Linked DNA regions of Mus musculus: region 1 is linked to region 2. Evidence: chromatin contacts called from public HiChIP or PLAC-seq data. All regions are on one chromosome and are shown on one strand. Each heading gives the region's core, a stretch centred on a gene start, on an enhancer-like site or on the middle of the called end of the contact. The rest is flanking DNA. Distances are from core to core; before and after follow the strand shown. Region 1 holds the start of Nkx1-1 (NK1 homeobox 1). Region 2 holds the start of Pisd (phosphatidylserine decarboxylase).

Region 1 (4,219 bases), core at 1,587-4,086, 650 kb after region 2:
GCGCCCTGCGGGGTACTCCCCGCGCTCCCCGCTCCCGTAGCAGTTGCAGGCGGGCCCGGGGCTCCGGGCGAGTTCCCACGGGGCCCTGGGGCCGCAGTATCGTCCACAGGGGAAGCCTCGACCTCGGCCGCTCCGGGGCAGCCCGACCCGCGGGCCCCGAGACCGCCGCTGCCTCCCCGAGGCTCCTCCGTGCCCTGAGCATCCTGCACCTCGGGCGCTTCTTCCTCGTCCTCGTCCTCCGGCGCTTCATCCTCGCTGTCCGCGGTCGGGCTGCGACCGCTGCCGCTGCTGTAGCCGTTGGCCTCGGCCTCGTCCGCCCTGTAAGAGTCCCCAGCACCTGCGGGCGGCGAAAAGGAAGAGAACAGAGGGTCAGGCCCGCTGCCAGCCGCCCTGCCCGCTCCGCCCCAGGAGAGATTCTCTTTTAACTGTTGTGTTTCTCCTCTTCCTCGTTTGCCCCCTCACCAAAGATTTTCTTTTTCTTCCTCCTTGCCACAGTTCCTCCTTGATTGCTTGCATTTCCTCTCTGCCTTCCTTCGGAAGGACCCACTCCGTGTCGAGCTGCTTTGCTGCCCCATCCGCAGTCCTGGCCTTGGCCTTTAGGGCTGCGGTGCGCGGGCGGCCCTCGGAGTGTACAGCGGAGAAAGAGCTCCGATCGATTCACGGGGCAGATACAAACTTAATTAAACTCATTTTGTGTAATGTACAAACTAGTTAAAGTCCATTTAATTTATTTGGGCGTATATTACCTTCCAATTACAGCGGGCGCGGGGCCAGCCAATTACCGCACAGTTAATAGCTGGAGGGGCGCGAGGCCTGGGGTGGGGTCGGCCGGCTGTGAGGAGGCCACTTCTGAAAACCAAAATCGGTCGTCTGGGAGCTGTCCCTACCTCAGGCTTCAGGCCCTGAAAACTAGGCGTCGCAAAGTGCTGACTTCCCTGCGGACCTCTGGGGCCCACCAACCAGCTCCCCAGCGACTCTGTCTTAAGCGGGCTCCAGCTTCCCGTGGGCTGGTTGAGTTTGGAGGCTGGGAAAGCGTATTGTGAACCTCTAAGCAGGGCCCTGGGAGGGAGTATGAGCGCTAATCCCGCTGCATCCAGAGAGATGCTGCCGCCATGACTGCATTTTGCCTCTGAAATTTTGCAAGGCTGTCTGTCTGCTCTGCAGGAATCTGAGGACCTTTCATGCCCCTCACCCACAGGTGGTCTTTAAATGCCAGAGGAGGCCTCCACGTTTTCCGACCCAGGGCCGGTGTTCAGCTCTCAGATCGAGTTGACGCTGACATACTGGAGCATAAAATCGCAACTCGAAAATAACCCAGCTCAAATGACCCAGGTCGCATGAAGAGTGCGGGTGTCCTGTCCTCAACTCCCAGGTCTTAGCAGGACAACTATTCCCTCAGGCGACACGTAGCCAGTCATCCCTGCCCCAGCCCTGCCTGGCTGCCCTCTCCCAACTGTGCAGCGCTCGCTCCCTCCCTACACAGCTCCAGCAGGCAGCCGCGAGTTCCTCGTAGACCAACCCCTTGGCGGAGAGAGGGGTCCAACTGCAGCCTGCATGGCCTGCCCTTCCTCTCTCTAGGAACGGAAGGTCAATGCAACCGCGTTGGTAGAGCTGGCGGCCCCAGTCCAGTTCTCCCTGAGCGTTCTGGTCCATGAGAGGCGCAGGGGCCAAGAAGTTAGAGGAGGACGGGGGAGGGGCACAAAAAGCAATCAGGAGCTGGTCGAATGCAATTCGCGATCAATAGCGGCCCCTAATAAGTGTAATAGGTTTTAATCGAGTAATTATCCGAATTTTGACCCTATAATTTAGATGTTCGGGGGGAGTTTGCAAGGTGCTTGAAAGAGATATGCATGCGCCGTAATGGGATATCGACCGCAAAGGGGGCGCGGGCCGCCCCATTACCGGCCGCTTTCCGCCGCTAAGCACATTTCCCTTTAACTGTAATCGAAGGGATTTAATTGTTTTTCCAGAGATAACCAGCGTTTTGTCACAATTAGTCTGATTTGTCCAAAGGGGGAGGGCCGGGAAGGCCACGGTGGGGGTGGGTAAGTCACCAAGTCAGTCGCCGCATGTCCCTTTGCCTCCAGCACCAACTACCCTCCAACACCAAAGATTGACTAGATGAATCCTGGACCGTAGTCGCAACCCCAAGGCCCCAGATTTGGCCCAACAGAACCTTTCCAGAAGCGTGCAGCAGTGAGGGCCCTAGAGTCCGGGTCGGGAGGAGGCCACGGATGCTTGGGGCGGACCCCGCGCTCTGCGAACTTTCCACAGAGCCCGGCGGCGCTTGGGTCAGGCCCAGCTCGCCGGGAGCATAAACATTCCGGAGCAGTCGGTGTCCTCGCCCCTATCACCAACCCCTTATACTCACTTGTAGGCTCAGCTCCCGCGGCCGCTGCGACTCCTGTGGCGGCGGAGAGGGCTCGGCGTTCTAGCTCTGCGCGCGGCGAACGTCCGGAGGCAGCGGGGACCGCGACGCACGCGGCCGGGGCGCATGGGGCACACGTAGCGGGCACCACAGGGCCCAGTAGCACGCAGCGGCGTCTCCTACTGTTGAACTTGTTGGGATCTAGGATGTCCAACACGGAGAAGGAGGTGGGGCGCGGGGGCGCGGCGGGCCGGGCCGCTCCAGCCCCCTCTGGCACCGCGGGAACAGTGTCGCTGGCCGCGAGCGGTGGCACTCCAGCCCGGGGAAAGATGGGCAGCTCAGCTCGTCCGTCCATAGTGTCCCGAGCTGTAGCCGCAGGAGCCGGCGGTGCGGGCCCCGAGCCGGGCCCGGGCGGTGGCGGTGGCAGCGCGGGGACGTCCCCGGGTGCCGCCGGGCCGCTGGTACTCATGCGGGCCTCGGGCCGCTCAGGCGGCTCGGGCCCCCGCTACCTACTGGGATCCCATCCCTGCGCCCCGCAAAATCAGCCTCAGCCCAGCTGTTCCCGCTCTGCTGGTGCTGCCTGGCCTTGCCTCCGCCACCGCTTCAGGCGCCCGCCGCGCCGGGCCAGTGCATTTATGGCGGCCCCGCCGGAGGCGCCCACGCGCCCACACGCCGCACACACGTGCGCCCGCAGGCGGCCGCAGGGTTCCGCTTCCCTCGTTAGCGCTCACGCCTAATTGGCTGCGAACGGTCCCAAGCGGAGTAGGCGGGCCCGGTACGGGACTCACGGACTGAGCCGCAGAGACGGACAGACAGACGCCCTGCCCGGAGCCAGAGCACAGTCCACTGGAGGCTGGGGTGCTCAGCACCGTGCCGCTGCGCCTCCGCGGGGCTGGAAACTGCGTGCCCGCCTCCTTGGCGAAGGGGGAGGAGACAGTCGCCTTTTAAATAATTGCGGGATCAGTTGGCTGTGGAGGGCTGCAGAGGCCCCAGGACGTGGGAACCCACGCGCCCCGAGTTGGCCTGGACATCCCAGCTCAGGGTACCGCTAAGGCAGGTCTCTCCTGCTGCCGTGGCACGCGGGGTTCTGGGCTATCCTGGCACCAGGGGCTCTCGCGCCTTCCGCTGCTAGGACGGAAAGGGAGAGAGGGGTTCTTGCGGGTTCTGAGTCTCTCCAGGGTCTTCAGCCCCTTGTGGGGCGTGTTCCCAGAGTTTCGGTTTCCGCTGCCCTCGATTGCTGTTTTTCCGCGTCTGGAGCAATCTGGTCAGAATCTCTGTCCCTCCATCCTCACTGGCTTTGACTCCCGCCCCCTTGGCTGGATCAAATTAGGGACGACTCGAAATCCCCCGCAAGAGGCGGGGCTGGCGCCCGCGAGTGACGCTCATTAGAAGTGGAATCGAAATGAGTAGGGCTAGACGGCCGTCCTAGTCCCCGCCCCCCCCCCAAAGGGTGACCGAAAAATCGCACAAATAGCAGGTGGCCTACATAAAGATCGATACCCTTCATGTAACGGGAAAATATGTGTTTCTTCCAGAAATAATACGGAAACTGTCCTCTTCCCCATCCCTAACAAATCAGAAGGGCCGTTTGAGGCCTGAGCGTTTGTGCACCGTCTTGTCCAGTCTGGAGATTTACAGGACAGTCTCGGCGGACGACCTCGGAAGGTCGAGCCCGGCTTTGGAGGATGAGGGTCAGGTAGCCGATGCTTCGCTTCCTAGTTTTCCTCCTCCTCTCGCTCAGGCCAATGAGCTGACCCGCCTCTGAAGGACCCAGGTGGGACCCGGCGATGGAACTGGCGTGCCCAGAGTGTGAGTGTGTGCGCCTACGACGTGTGCTCCAGCGGGTATGCA
Region 2 (4,722 bases), core at 483-2,982:
TAGGTCTCTTGAAAAGCTTTATCCAACACTGTACTTGATATTAAAATATTACCCTTGTCTATTAAACTGTAAGTTCCTTAAGTATAAGGCTAATTGCAAATTAATTAATCAGTAAATTAAATAATGAATGTGGGTAGTGTTTATGCATGTGAATGGGGAGGTCAGAGGACAACTTTGGGGGCCATTCCCCATGAACCATACAAAAACTTGTTAGGTTTGTTATGTTTTATGGTTTTTTCTTTATTGTTGTTTTGCTTTGATATGGGGTCTGAGTATATATTTCTGGCTGGCTGGCAGTCACTATGTAGACCAGGCTGGTCTTGAATCCAGAGAGATTCACCTGCTTCTGCCTCCTGAGTGCTGAGATTAAAGGCGTGCATCTTGTTCTTTGATACAGGGTCCATCACTAGCCTAAAGGTCACCAATTAAGCTAGAATGTTTTCTTCTGGCCTCCATGGGTACCAGGGCACACACAGACATACATGCTGGCAAAATATTTACACACACACACACATTTTAAAAATTGAGCAATGTTGGTGGTGTAGAGATGGTTCAGCAGTTAAGAGAACCAGAGTTGAGCCAGGTGTGGTAAAGCCTTCAATCCCAGCACTTGGGAGGCAGAGGCAGGCAGATTTCTGAGTTCGAGGCCAGCCTGGTCTACAGAATGAGTTCCAGGACAGCCAGGGGTACACAGAGAAACTCTGTCTCAAAAAACCAAAAAAAAAAAAAAAAAAAAAAAAAAAGTACCAGAGTTTGGTTCCCAGCATACATGTCAGATGGCTCTCAACCACCTGTAATTCCTCCAATTCCAGGAGACTCTTGATGGTCCTATGGACACCTGCAACCACCCATATGCATACACACACACGGTGTAAAAAGGTAGAAGTAGTCTTTGCCAAAAAGAAATAAGTATGTAGGCTATTAAGTAACTCAGCCAAGTTGAGAACTGTTTCTTCTCTCTCATTTGGGTTAAGAACTCTCTCCTCTTCTCCCCTCCTACCCTTCAAAAAAGAATAAACAGCTGAAACATGCCAGTAATCTCGGCTTTTTGGAAGCACTTGGGAGGCTGAGGCAGGGGGATAGCTGTGATTTCGAGGCCAGCCTGGGTTACCTAATGAAACTGTCTGGAGCAGACAAAAAGCCAAATGAACAGTCACAATAGATGCCTCATGTCGCTCTCCCACTTCTAGCTGCCTAGGAACTTAAGTAACCCAGACGTTTGGGGTCAGCAGGATAAGGACCACAATTCCACCACAGACTTTTCAGATAAAGAAACCTAATTCTTTCGCCTCAAAGCTTTAGAACCCCAAGTGAAGGTCGCTTTGCCGTGCCGTGCTCTTCCAGGTTACACCAGCCTGGTAGGAAGGCAAACACCCGTGAAAAGGAGATCGACTCTGCTTCCACTCTAGAGACCAGCGGGCAGCAGAATATGGTGGGTTTGGTTGTCCCTGTGCACTTTCACCCAGCCTTTAGGCCACACCCATTTCACGGTCCACGCGGTGGCTTGTAGCACCTGTTCTGAAGCCGAAAGGTGGCTCCGTGTCCTTCCTGTCAGACCTACTCGCGGCGAGCCGGCGACGAGAACTGGCTTCGCTCTCAGAGCCTGGCTTGGTCTGTGCTGATCCCTACCCCAGCAGCCTCCCGCCCGGCCATACCTGCTCCGCCACAGCACACCTCCACGAAGCGAGCGCACACACGCGCGGCCCCCAGACGCCGCCATCTCGCCTCCTCCTGAGCGGACACGCCCCCTTCCGCCTTCGGACGCACGCCCTTGTCGTCACCGGGCCAATCAGGAACGTGAAAGGCTGGGCCCGGAAGCTTCTGCGTACGGCTCCGCCTCTGCCGGGCCCACCCCCGCGGAGTGTGTGGGCAGGCGCGCCGGGGCGATGGGACAGCCGCTCCTGTGCCCGAAAAATCTGAGCCACCTTGTGCTCAGTCACGATGTGTGCATGGCACAAGGATGCTGGCGCCCTCGGCGGCCAGAAGAAGGCGTTGGATCCCTTGGAACGGGGTGTCTATTCTTATCTCATTGATGGGGCTCCAGAGGCGAGGGGTTTATGTAAGAAATATGGAAAGCTGTTAAACTAGGCTCCCGGTGATGGTGCTTTCTCCTGTACTTTCCAGTTATGAGGGGAAAACGAATTTTTCAGTGGTACATAACAGTTTTGTTTTTGTTTTTGTTTTTTTTCCTAAGCGCTGGAGACCCGCAGCCAGCCCTTGGATATTATTACCATTTTAAAGGTCTGCGAGGATAAGCAACTTTCTCAAGGGCACATTAACCCCACAAAGGGCTCGCAAATTGTATAATAATAGAAAATCCAGTATTTCTACATCATTGGTGTCAAAACCCATGATCTGAACACCCCGCCCCCCTTTTAAGGCCCTAGAAAAATGGTTGAACCTGAATGCAAAAACTGAAGGAAGGCAGCCCTGATTTTTCTTCTAGTAAACACCAAACGGATAAGCTAATTAGTGCTTTAGATTAATTCTGGATAGTTACTTAAATTCACTTACAGCAAAACCAGCCACTAAAGAGAACCTAAACCGGGCTTGGTGGCACACCCCTCTAATCCCAGCACTCAGGAGGCAGAGGCAGGAGGATTTCTGAGTTCCAGGCCACCCTGGTCTACAAAGTGAGTTCCAGGACAGCCAGGGCTACACAGAGAAACCATGTCTCGAAAAACCAAAAAAAAAAAAAAAAAAAAAAAAAAAAAAAAAAAAGAGAGAGAGAGAGAGAACCTAAGAAGTCACAAGTTTGGTAATTCAAGGCAAACACCTCCCTTTGTCATACTTTTCCAGAGCCTGGAAAAGAAACACACACAACATAATTTTGGTATGGAATTGAGTGTTGTAATTCAAATGATTGAGGTGAGTTATTTCAAAATAACACTGGAATCCCAGTATTTTGGAGTGTCCTGAATTCCAGGCCAGCCTGGGCTACCTAGACCCTGTTTTAACAAAACAAAACAAAACAAAACAAAAACCCTAGTTTTATATAACACTATTTTTTTTCAATTCTTTAGAAAACATGTTATAAATATACTGTATATACCTTTTTTAAAAGGAGCAAAACTAAAAACACATAATAAAAAGAGGTGGTGAAATGGCTCAGTGGTTAAGAGCACTAGTTGCTTTAAAGGACCCGGTTCGATTCCCAGCACCCAGATGGTGTATCACAAGTATCTATATCTCCAGTTCCAGGAGATACCATGCTCTTCTGGCCTCTGAGGGCACCAGGCATGCAAGTTGCAAGCAGGCACACGTGCAGTTAAAACACTCATGTGTGCAGGTTCTGGTTGTGGCCAGAAGGCATTGAATATCTTGTAATTGAAGTTATAGAGAGTTTGAGTTACCTAGTGTGGGTACTGGAAACAAGGTCTTCTAAAAGAGTAGCCAGTGCTCTTAACTACTGAGCCATCTCTAAGCCCTGAGAAATTTGATATATTGGATTTGACAATGACTTCTTGGCTGTAACACCAAAAGCACAGAGAACAACAAAAGATAACTGAACTTCAAGGTTGGAAAGTTACCTCCTTTTTGCATCTACTAAGCATATTATTTTACTATTATTTCTATTACTTGTTAGTGTGACCACATTACATTTTAATTATTCATTTAATGTGTATGTTTTGCCTGTTTATATGTATATGCACAACATACATGTATGGTTAGATCTGGAACTAGAGTTGAATACCATCCTGTGGGTACTAGAAACTCGAGCCTTCTGTAAGAGCACCCAACATATGTTCTTAACCATTGAACCAGCTCTCTAGCCCCAAATTAGAATTTTATTTTTTTGTGATTTTAAATTATGGATCTGTGTGTAGATATGCCACATTTGTAGGTGTCCTCTTAGACTAGAGGTGTCGCATGCCCCCCAGAGCTGCTGGAAACCAAACTCAGGACCTCTGGGAGAACAGTGCATGCTCTTTTTTTCTTTCTTCCTTTTTTTTTTTTTTTTTTTTTTTTTTGAGACAGGGTTTCTCTGTATAGCCCTGGCTGTCCTGGAACTCACTTTGTAGACCAGGCTGGCCTCGAACTCAGAAATCCGCCTGCTTCTGCCTCCCGAGTGCTGGGATTAAAGGTGGTGCTTATCCCTGGACTGGTGGTCCTGGATTCTGTAAGAAAGCAGGTTGAATCACTTCTCGGCCTTTTGGCTAAGATCAAGTGAAGAGAGCAGGCTGAGCAAGCCATGGGGAGCAAGCCAATAAGCAGCACCCCTCCGTGGCCTGGACTTCAGCTCCTGCCTCCAGGTTCCCGTCCTGACTTCCCCTCATTGACTGTGACTCAGGATAAAGCCAAATAAGCCCTTTCCTCCCCAAATTTTTGGTCATGGTGTTTCACCACACATCAGACATCCTAAGACAGTGTGTTTTCAGTGATTAGTACAGGGAAACCCTGTACTATAAGCTCTGCTCCTGGAGCTGCACAGAGCCAGACAGTGTGTTATCAGAACCTGAGCGGCCACTACACAGGCCCTTCAAGAAATGGCAAGGATAAGCCGGGCATGGTGGCGCATGCCTTTAATCCCAGCACTCGGGAGGCAGAGGCAGGCGGATTTCTGAGTTCGAGGCCAGCCTGGTCTACAAAGTGAGTTCCAGGACAGCCAGGGCTACACAGAGAAACCCTGTCTCGAAAAACCAAAAAAAAAAAAAAAAAAAAAAGAAATGGCAAGGATTGAGAGAGGAGAGATTAAACAGCTTTCCAATATTAAGGAGGCTT

What was found. HiChIP or PLAC-seq counts read pairs in DNA pulled down with a chosen protein or histone mark.
Region 1: an H3K4me3 HiChIP or PLAC-seq map of bone marrow-derived macrophages shows a contact between it and region 2, with 5 times the contacts expected there. The contact joins the promoter of Nkx1-1 here to the promoter of Pisd in region 2. A contact is called at or near these places in 1 of 39 promoter capture datasets (liver) and 1 of 115 datasets of contacts at active chromatin or transcription factors (bone marrow-derived macrophages).

Annotation. Positions count from the first base shown.
Region 1 is chr5:33,431,254-33,435,472 of GRCm38.p6, forward strand. It overlaps Nkx1-1 (NK1 homeobox 1), which reads right to left and starts at 2,837. Exons shown (of 2, transcript NM_011320.1): 1 at 2,372-2,837; 2 at 1-337. The coding sequence starts at 2,837.
Region 2 is chr5:32,783,894-32,788,615 of GRCm38.p6, forward strand. Pisd (phosphatidylserine decarboxylase) reads right to left here and starts at 1,733. Exons shown (of 8, transcript NM_177298.3): 1 at 1,656-1,733. The coding sequence starts at 1,720.